Regions from separate parts of the Zea mays genome. Here all the other regions are linked to region 1. Evidence: chromatin contacts called from public Hi-C data. All regions are on one chromosome and are shown on one strand. The core of a region is the stretch at or near the end of the contact, and the rest is flanking DNA. Distances in the headings are between cores, read along the strand shown.

Evidence for each region. A called contact is a pair of places that touch in the nucleus more often than the background predicts.
Region 2: a contact with region 1 is called in a Hi-C map of leaf, with 3 times the contacts expected there. The contact joins the promoter of LOC100191184 here to the promoter of LOC100193112 in region 1. A contact is called at or near these places in 2 of 25 Hi-C or Micro-C datasets (endosperm and leaf).
Region 3: a contact with region 1 is called in a Hi-C map of ear, with 1.8 times the contacts expected there. The contact joins the promoter of LOC100276154 here to the promoter of LOC100193112 in region 1. A contact is called at or near these places in 4 of 25 Hi-C or Micro-C datasets (ear, endosperm, leaf and 1 more).

What each region holds. Positions count from the first base shown.
Region 1 is chr6:132,564,342-132,567,798 of Zm-B73-REFERENCE-NAM-5.0, reverse strand. LOC100193112 reads left to right here and starts at 1,758. Exons shown (of 6, transcript NM_001138274.1): 1 at 1,758-2,068. The coding sequence starts at 1,808.
Region 2 is chr6:132,733,913-132,737,369 of Zm-B73-REFERENCE-NAM-5.0, reverse strand. LOC100191184 reads right to left here and starts at 1,781. Exons shown (of 5, transcript NM_001136619.1): 1 at 1,339-1,781; 2 at 144-324; 3 at 1-51. The coding sequence starts at 1,546.
Region 3 is chr6:132,716,579-132,720,035 of Zm-B73-REFERENCE-NAM-5.0, reverse strand. It overlaps LOC100276154, which reads right to left and starts at 1,818. Exons shown (of 3, transcript NM_001371535.1): 1 at 1,343-1,818. The coding sequence starts at 1,643.

The sequences.
Region 1 (3,457 bases), core at 509-3,008:
CATTTGTTCAACAGACATTTTTGCACGCCTTTTTATATACCTTTGTCTATTTCGTTTGATTAGATTATCAGCCAATGAAGTGTTATTATTATGACCTGCCATGATATCATCATAGACATTTCTATACTACTCTATTAAGAACCTAATGTGGGCACCTGATGCTACCACGGTTTTCTCCACACTTGCTGAACGATGACCGTATGAGAGCTCACTCTTGCTATAATCAAACTAGGTCAATAACAAGTACCATAAGATGATGAGCATGAAGGATGCTACGATGAGATCGGAGAGGTCTAGGCCGTCGTCTCCTAGTCAACTATGGTTGTGGAGGATCGTTGTCGTCATATGATATATTATATTTAGCTATCTTTGTACAAAACGTCTATTATATAATAAAGATGTGACTTGATCCTAGCACATATTTGAGAAGCATCTGGAATTGTCCTTAATTCTGGGTGTGACAAAGATCCACCCGAAGATCCCGCGCGTGGGCGCAAGAGGTTGGGCCCGGCCCGGTGGCGATGAAGAAAGGTGGCGGAGTGACGGAGGCTTGGGCGAGGTGACAGGGCTCGGGCCGACGAAGGAAGGTGACGATGTTTGCTGAAGTTACATTGCTCGGTCGGGGTGACGGGAGTAGGGCGGGGGCACGATCACACATGATCTAGGCGACGATGTTAGTTGGCGCCGTCGTCGGTGCCAAACTCGCTTGGCGGGGTGAATGGGGGCTAGGGTGTGGCGATGGGGACTCGGGCCGACGAAGGAAGGTAGGGAGGTTTGTTGAAGTTTCCTTGCTTGGGCAGAGTGACGTGAGCAGGGCGGGGGCATGGTCGCACATGTGGACACCTACAGGGACTCCTTATAGGGTAGTAGTAGATTACTCCATTAATATGTTAAAATCATACTAAAATTTTAATATATAGCCTATTAGACAATAGCAAATAAACTCTAAAATAAATGCTAATTTTAAATTTTATTTATTCAATTTATATTGATTTAATATAATATATTTAAATTTGTATCTAAATATTGTATTTTCTAACCGTAGATTTCCCGTGTGCTAGTTTAGGAACCTAAATCCTCTCTGGGATCATGTTCTTGGTAGTAATCCAAAAAGTATCATTTAAAAATAAACTAGCGGGTAATAAATATTCGGAAATGAAGGTAGTATTTAGTTATTTAGTGCTATTTGGGAACTCTATTTTATGAGATTTTTCATTCCCCAAGAGAAATTAGTTCTTTTTCTCTTGGGAAAATTGAAATCTTTTAGGCCTTGTTCGTTTACACCAATTCAGCTCTGCATTAACATGGATTGTAATTAAATCTATGTCACAATCAATGTCCCAAAATAATCCAAGTGTACTCAATTTTTTATTCGGCTAAACCCATCATGGATTATAACCCAAGGTTTGAGAATTTTTTAAACTATGAAAGAAATGAATTTTATCCATAGCTTATTGGGTATGGAACAAATCCATGATGATATTACACAAGTTTATGTTAGAATCTATAGATCAAAAGAATAACTATACATGAATTAAATGATGAATTTAATTTCATCGTTGGACTGAGTATGCGGTATGAATTTATCCAATCTAAATGTGGATTAAATTCATAGTGGGATTTGAAACTTGTAAAAGCGAGTTTACAAACTAGCCCTTATTGATTTTTTTAATCTTAGGTTTATCTCGCCAGCTCTCAAACTAGCCCGTGGTGATAAATTCGCCGACGCGGATGGAGAGGGGAGAAAACGTCGCCAGTTCGGCTGTCGAACCGGAACTGAAGCAACATTTGTTCTGTGGAAATTGGGATGGCTCTGGCTAGGGTTTCACCGTCTTCCTTAGCGAACCTTATACCGCCCCTGCTCCAATCCTTCTTCCGCCCTTTCTCCTCGGACTTTCCCATCCGCAATTCCCGCCGAAGAAGCTCCCCCGTTGCTGCCGCCTTCTCTCTTACTTCACAATCTGCCCACGCTGCGAGGGAGGGGCTGGTCATGGAGGCGCCCAGGCCGAGCTCCAGGTATCCTTGGAAGCCCACGTGTTTGTACTACACCCAGGGCAAATGCACAATGGTGAGATTGCTTCCCTCCTTGCTATGGTGGTCGCTTTTGGTTGTGTTGAAAACGGAGTGGTTTCCTATCATATATCTTGGAGTCTATTAGTGTGGTGCGGATAAATTTTACTGTTGAGGTTTAGATGCTTAATGTTAACAATTAGAGCTACGATGGATAGAAGTTGATTCTGGGAGAAGACTTGCTATTAGTGGGATATTTGTTCCAAAGAAGCATTTGTGTTTAGTTCCAAGTATTTTTTAATTAACAATAGCACTAAATAACAGAATGTGAGGAAATTCTGTTTTAAACAAACGAAGTGTAACTGAACCAGCATTGGTGGAGTTACACCCCAGTTTTGCTTAAGTTGGTAATTACAATATGTCGAGCAGCATGTAGGAATGCTGGAATTAGGTGTTGCTCTAGTTTTAATCAGATTCGCGTAGGATGCTAGCCAGGGAATTCCTTGTCAATTTGAGTTGCTATTATAACATGTTTTTTCGTATGATATAGTACTAATAGTTACATGGAGTGCTGACACTGCTAAATGGTTTTTTATTTAAGAATGGTAGTAAATCACAATCCAACATTCAGATGAGTGAATTCCTATATACAGTATACACTGTAGGATTCTTGTACCATATGAATTCACCAAGAAAGAATAATTTGCTTGCTGTTTAAATGTCCACAAAACTAAAAGTAGAAGCTCCTGAGACGCTTCATATGAATTGCTAACAAGTCAGATAGATTTGTTACTCTTTGTTTTGCGAGCCCAACTTATCGAGTAACATTTAGATTATCTTTGGGCAACATTGAACGACCTTGGTGAAAATAAGAATGTTTTGCAGGTTAATCTTCATTTTTTCTAGGAAAATAGCTAGGTAAAATCTCCTCTCAAACTGTGTGACATTGACATGCCAGGACAAAAATCCAGGTGAGAAGAATGAGCTGTCTGCACACCTCTCTACCAGATCATAGCCCCTCTCCCTTCAGCAATTGTGTCCCTTAGAGGATACGATCTCCATAGACCACCTCAAAGACATCCATCTTATCCTCCACATAGGCCAGCCAATTCTGGCTGCATTGTCTACATCGCAGCTATCATCGCTGGCTCGCTGCTATACTATCGAAAGCTATGTAGTTGGTTGTCAATGAACGATATATGCTTCAGTAAATAATTCAATACTTCAACTAATCATGCTAGAACAAAAGAAGACAATAGATGAATAGAATAAAAGATCCTTTTCCTATTCTATAAGTACAATGGGTCACCCTGCATCCTCCGCTCGGACTCCGATACAATTGCGACTGGGGCCGCGCAGTCATTCGGGGCAGGTGGATGCTATTCTCCCGTTTGTTCAGGTTGTTGATCTGGTGGCGCCCATGTCTCCGGATCTTGTGGAGGTGGGA
Region 2 (3,457 bases), core at 532-3,031, 170 kb before region 1:
TTCACAACAAGGTCCTCAGATACCTGCACTACTGGAATATCCGGTGGACTCCTGCAGAGGCAACACATGGACGCAAATAAGATGGATTTCTACTTAAAATGGAACATGTTGAGGATCATCCTATGTCCCAATGCAATACTCACTTCTTGATGAACGTGGTTGCTTTGGACCACAGGAATAAGGTGGCAAGCACACCAATCAGTACATGGGATATCAGGGTCAGGAGGTGGTAATCAAGCACTTCGAACAGAACCCAGATGACAGTTGCGCCGCCTATTACAACAGCAGAAGTTTTCTTGTCTTTCCATAACAGAACGTCAGCAGCTGCAGAAAGTTCTCCTCCACAAGGAGCAGAATTAGAACAAAAGAGATAACAGCAATGACCTAAGCTAATCTCAATTAAGGTTAGCTCATGGTTTAAAGATGTCTTCATCTATCAATTTCATAGACTACTTTCTAAAGAACTCCTATATTTTGTCCCCATACAAGATTGAATTCAACCATAGATTATGGTGGATCCGATGGATAAAATTTGATGTTACAATGTTAGCACCATAATCCCTTTTACACTATATATGTTGCCCATCACTGTGTATGGCAAAGTGTTAAAAATTTAAATTTGTTGCCAAAGCATATTATCTGGAGTTTTAAGTGTCAATGATTGAAAAAGAGGAGCCCGAAGCCATATGATTCAAGTGTAGATTCACTTTTACAAGTGTGTTGGTGTAGCCACCTGTCAAAAGCCATTAACATCTTCTGGAGTGCGCCCCTAGGAAAAATGGACAAAAAACATCGTTTCCGATGAAAAGGTCAACTTGCGCTTTTTTTTTTCTTATCACCATCACTGTACAACTTGCGCGTTTCATACTTATCACCATCACTGTATCTACGAGTGCAGTAAACAATGAATCTAAAGAATCTGTTTCCATGTCTTCCTTTTTGGCTGCTGGTTTCCTAGGGAGAAACTAATATCAATATTCTTCAATCGATAATAATTATATATGTAGGTACGTTTCTTTGTAGTCGTAAATTATTAGCTTTTCTTAGAACATATTTTTTAACACCCGTTATTATTTTTGAACAAAATTTAACACACCTAATAACCGGTACGGAGTGATTTGAATATACTTTCTCAAAAGAAACTCCGAATAAATAATCAATCTCATTCCGTGCGTTATCTCGTCTATTGTTTCCTATGCACTTAGAATAATAACCAGAAAGAAACAAACACATCTCCTGACCTCCTGTTATAAAAAAGCACAACTCCAAGCTAACACCATACGATTAATTGGAGCACAGGAAGAAAGTCAGCAGAAAAATGAAGAAAGAAATACGTACTTTTACCGCCCCCAAGGGATTTGTGCACGGAAGTGTCCTCTCCAAGAAGCCTGAATCCCCGGGACCTTACCTCCGGCGCCGGGGCAGACACCTTCTCCGTTGAGGCGCCGTCAGCAACAGGCTGCAGGGGCGAGTCTGAGGCGCCCACGGCTGGGGCCGCAGGGGTCGGTGGCGGCGAGACAACGTTCTCCTCCGCCGGATCGGCCATGGCACTCGAAGTAAAGCAAGATGCGAGAAGAAGCGAACCTTTCCCCTTTGTCGATTTGAAAAGTGCGCTTTGTGTGTGTGTGTGTGTGTGTTTTTTTCTTATGCTCTCGCCGCCTTTTTTTTCTTGGGGAGAAAAAGATATAGCGAGAACTGGATGGATATCTCTAGAAGACTAGAATACGGCGCGAAAGTAACGTCCGTCACGACGTGTCGCCGCTCCTCATCATCGACCTGCTACGTGTCCACGAAAAGATTCGTGTCACTAGTTTCGACGCGAAAACGACAGACTTCAGAGTCTCCAGAGGTTATCTATATCTTTTCAATATCTATTATTTTTTCTAAAAAATATTTTATCGACATCTTATTTTTCTATATCCTCTGTATACATCATTTCATTCTCTGTTGGTCAAAGACTTCTGTTAAAATGTATTTTACTCTAGATTCCTGTGACACCCTTAAACAAATTTCCTTTAAACTCCGACAACACACCACCATTTTAAATATTTATCCTAATTTTATCTCAAATAGAGAGAGGGAAAAAATTGTTTTACACAAATGTACTTGTAAGGGATCTATCCTGCTAAAGACCCTCAAAATATATTTACTTCGACATAAATATATGTGTTAAGCTAGCTTTCGTCCGAAGTGCTGTATAGAAGCTTCGTCCAATACGCACGGGCGGCGAAGGTGCAAGCCGACAGTCTCGGCCTGAAGAAAACTCCGGATGCAAAGTGATGAAAGAGAAAAGTCTAAGACTCGTGCAACAAGAAAGAAAGAAAAACAACAATAATGTTCTTATATCATTTGTAAATCATGTATGTAAACTTTGTGGATGTTTGTAATTTCGTACAAAGATGTACATATCCCTTATAAATAGATGAACAATATCATATATATATTCACCTTTCGAGGACTCAAGCTCCGTCTCGCTTAGTCTTCAAATTACCTTCAAACTATCTTACGCAAAAAAGCCGAAGCAATCGAAAACAAGTATTCAACATTACTAATCAAGAAAAGAGCCCAAACTTCATCCGAATGACCATATAAATATTTATGATTTCTTGTAAAATCTTAATATGATTTAGAGTTCATTTAATTTGAATTCAAAATTCAAACCTAAATTCAAAAATAAAAAAGGAAAATAATGGTACGACCTAGATCCACTCGATCCAAACTGCTCTCGAGCTATGCTTCCACTCACATGCGGGGCCTGCTTGTCAGCGCTTCTCTCCCTGCACTTGCCCATGCTCTTGAGTCACGTGTCGGCGCTTATGTCCCCCGCGATCGCTCTCTCACTGACACCCTGACCCCACCTGTTATCCTTGACCTCCCACTATCCATAGCGCGTCATTGGCGGACATGCCTCTGTTGATCTCTGTTGTAGCCGAAGTTATGGTAGCTAATGATTTTGTTTCAATCCACTTGAAGGAGTATTTTCCAATGCAACCACGACATATTTTAAGTTTTTTTGAGCTGGCCACATTGGGCCTCCATACCCTATCTCACCACATGCAAAGTAAGTTGGATCAATTGAATCAATGATCACATATTTTGACCAAGTTTGTTGCATCTGCTGCTACCTTCGGCCAATAGAAATCTTGACGAAGCACTTTTCCTAGAAAATCTCTGGGCCGATGTGAGCCCCACAAATACCAGAATAAATATCTCTCATTAGTTCTTGACCTTCGGATCTAGATAGTTATTTAAACAGGGATGCACAGACATCTTCCTTGTACAACTCCCCTTTTATGATCTTATATAGCTTCATCTTTGCTTCCATTCTTTTTAATGTTGGGTGTTTTCCCTTCAAAAATGTTATTATTTCTATGCGCCAGTCTTTGTTGTATGTTGGAGACACTGCCAGGACGACTCTTTCTAACAAATTCACCGAAGGTGCCCTTCACTAGTGCAA
Region 3 (3,457 bases), core at 569-3,068, 150 kb before region 1:
AGTCTCTTTTATAAGGCATGGGATCCAACCATACTAGAACCCTTAGTCTTTGGATGTCAAACAAATAAGCCATGTTTAAGCATACACAGGAATCAAGATCGATATCAACTGAACAACAAACAACTATAGAATTAAGAACACAAATGATCTGCATCACCAAATAAGAAATGGATGTGGGAAGAGGACACTATTTGGGATTCATAAACAAATAATCAACACAACCATATCTGAGAGAATTTTTGTCCATTTTCTGCTTTACCAAAGATGAGGTTTGTATGAACATCCGGAAGATGATTTGTATCTCTATATTTAAGACACAACTGAAGATACAGAGTGCAATTAGGAGAAAATAAGAACACAACAAGTAGGTTATTTATTTTTGTATTTCTTGACATGTTCAAATGACCTGCCACACTTTTCAATATTGAATTCAATGGCAGAAAAAGCGTACTGTGCCATCAAAATATTTCCATGCCAAATAATATTTCTGTCAATTGTTTGTACACCAATACTGGAATAAGAAATGATTACTAACACCTCAAGTGAAAGGCAACTGGGCAAAAAAATGTTCCATTATTTATAAAACCAACTTTTTTAACATACTCTATGTGAAACTCTTCAGAATTTCAATTTCTGCAACGTTTGACTTTGCATGATACAGGGTCTCTAGAACAAAATGATTTACGCTACGAAGGCAAACTAAGATAAAGAACAAGGTAACATAGCATTGAGTATTTCATGAATAAAAAAGTTGCTGATAAATAATAAGAGAACATATCTTGTGCACATGAAAGATTGGTGTACATGGTGCACATATTAAATCATCAGCACTCATTTTAAATCTAACGTCTATAGTTGTTTGGTATATTTTGCTAATGACACCCTCCAACGTGGTGGTGTGTGGTGGTGGAAGGTGTTATTTGTAAATTGAATGATCAATCAGAGACGTTAGATCTAAAATGAGTGGTGATAATTTAATATGTGCACCATGTGCACCAATCTTCCATGTGCATCAGATATGTCCTCAAATGATAAAGCCACAGTTCATTGGTGCCTCAAGATGCTGTGTATTTCATCCTAAGGACCTGTTTGGATAGGAGGTTCCAAACCGAAATCATATAGTTAGTTGAAGACTTGAAGTGTAACCAGGTCCTATAACTTACTGCAGCCAACCAGGTATCAACCCTGATGCCAGTTATTAATTCACACATTACACTAAATGTGACAGACCTATTTCATAGGTGCTTCATGATGACGAGTATGAGGACGATCGAACAAATTGATTAGAGAGAGAGAGGGTGAATGACTTCAACCAACATTCCAGAGATGCTCGCGTGCATACCCATGAGTGACGCCTCGAGGAGGTGTCGCGCAAGAAGGACCTGGTCGGTGGGGGTGAGCCCCACGACCCCGGAGCCGTCGAGCTCCCCCTCGGCGTGGCCGCGGATCTTGGCCATGCTGTGGAGACTGGATGCGAGCACGACAAGCACGGTGGCCGCGATGGTGCGCACCATGACGGGCCCGCGGCCCCGCTTGAGGTGGTCGAGCGCGAGCACGGCCAGCCTCCGCAGCGGCGTCTTGAAGAGTAGCACCGCCGCCACGGCGCCCTCCGCCGCTAGCAGCGTGAAGAGCAGCTGTATCATCGCGCCGCGCCGCGCCGCGCTGCGGAGGGAAGGAAGGACGCGGAGGAGGAACGATGAACCTAGGAAGAGAGGGTTCGTGCCTTCGTGGGGTTTGAGATGGAGGCGTTCCGATCCCCTTTCTTCACGCTGGTCGCCGCAGAGGTGCCTTCCTGCGGGCTCCCTAGAACCAGAATGCCGTTGGATTGGATGCGACGGTCAAGAACAGCGTGCCGGGGCGGTATTCTTCCCCTTCTAGGCCCTGTTCGGTTGTCGGGGATTCTATCCAGGAATAGTTCCATCTGATCAAAGCTTATGTAAATTATACAATCAATCCAGCTACGACTCGTTCCAGGTCATCGTTCCGAGTAAACCGAACAGGCCCCTAGTGTGGCTTCGTTGAACACAGGGCTCGTTCGGTTTATTAGCTGGTTGAGTGAGTGTAGTCTGGCTCGTGTGCATTTGGCATGTAGAAAACGAGATGTTCCGTGCGTATCTATACGTGCAGCTGCGGGGGTATTTCTAGGCTAAGCTGTAGCTGCGAGTGTAGCCTCTGAGCTCATGTATGCAGGACACCAAACAGATATTTTTGCCATTACGAAACACCGCGGATGTGGCTTCGACGAAATGGAGGCTAAGGAGAGAGATTTGACTATATGAAAAACCAGGGGAAAGCCTACACTCTGAAATGGACATGACGACCTTATTACCAGGTAAGGACGATGATTATTACACTGATACTGACGCCGTCACACATCCATTACCCGCTATCGTTACAAGTTCACCACCGCCGCACCCAGCCTCTCTTGAGATCTCGTCGTTCTTTCCTTTCCTCTAGCTCCCTTCCACAACCGAACCCTAGTCGCCGCAACCCAACCCTAGCCGCCGCACCCATGGATTGAACTGCTCCTGTCGTCGCTGTGGCAGAAGCTGTTGATGCTGCTCGTGTTGCGGCTGTTGCAGCTGCGGAGGCTAGATGTGCGGAGTTGGTGGCTGAGAAGGAGGCACGAGCGGCGGTGCAATCTGCCAGTAATGCCGCCGATAAGGTTTAACTTGTCGTCCAAGCTGTGAAGTATCGAAGCTTTGTTGAAGATAACTCCAAGGTGACTGATTTTGTTTCTCTCTTCCTTTGCCGCATTTGGAATAGGGTTTAGGGCTGCTGTTCATTCGAATTAGGGTTGGTTCTTCATAAACATGGTAACTTAGTCGTCCACCTGATCAACAACTAGTTTTATTTCTACAGGAACATGTTGATTTGAAGTATCACGTTAGCGTCAAGAACTCACTGCGATATGCCATTCAAGAGATGAGGAGGCAATCTTCACTGTTACATAACATGAATAGGATGTGTTGTAGTATCCCAGAAGTTGAAGGGGGTAAGGTTGGAAAGATTGTTGCCCATTTGAAGGATGTTTGCAAGAACCTCGAGAAGACTTGTATTGTCTGTGAAGAAGATCTGGAGAATAAATCTCCTAGTTGGGACCTTCATCATCCCCCTTCAGATGTTGAAGACCACCCTAACCTTTCTGATGTTGAGGACCAAGTGGATGGATACGTGTCAGAAGATCCGGAGCTATAGGAAATGGTGTTTGAAGACATGAAGTAGGAGGAGAATAAAGTGGTTGTTTCTTTGTCCGAGCATTGTCGTATTATGGGCTACAACTACGACGAGATTTTTGATCGTACTGTTTAAGTTGCCAAGACAACTAGTATGTTTCTTCTATGGTTCTTTCTTTTGTGGTCATGAGATGAACTTGTAACGAGTTTGTGTCATGAGATGAACTAGTTAGCAGTTATGAAGACTTTTGTGATGTCAAGACTATGTACTTGTAACATCT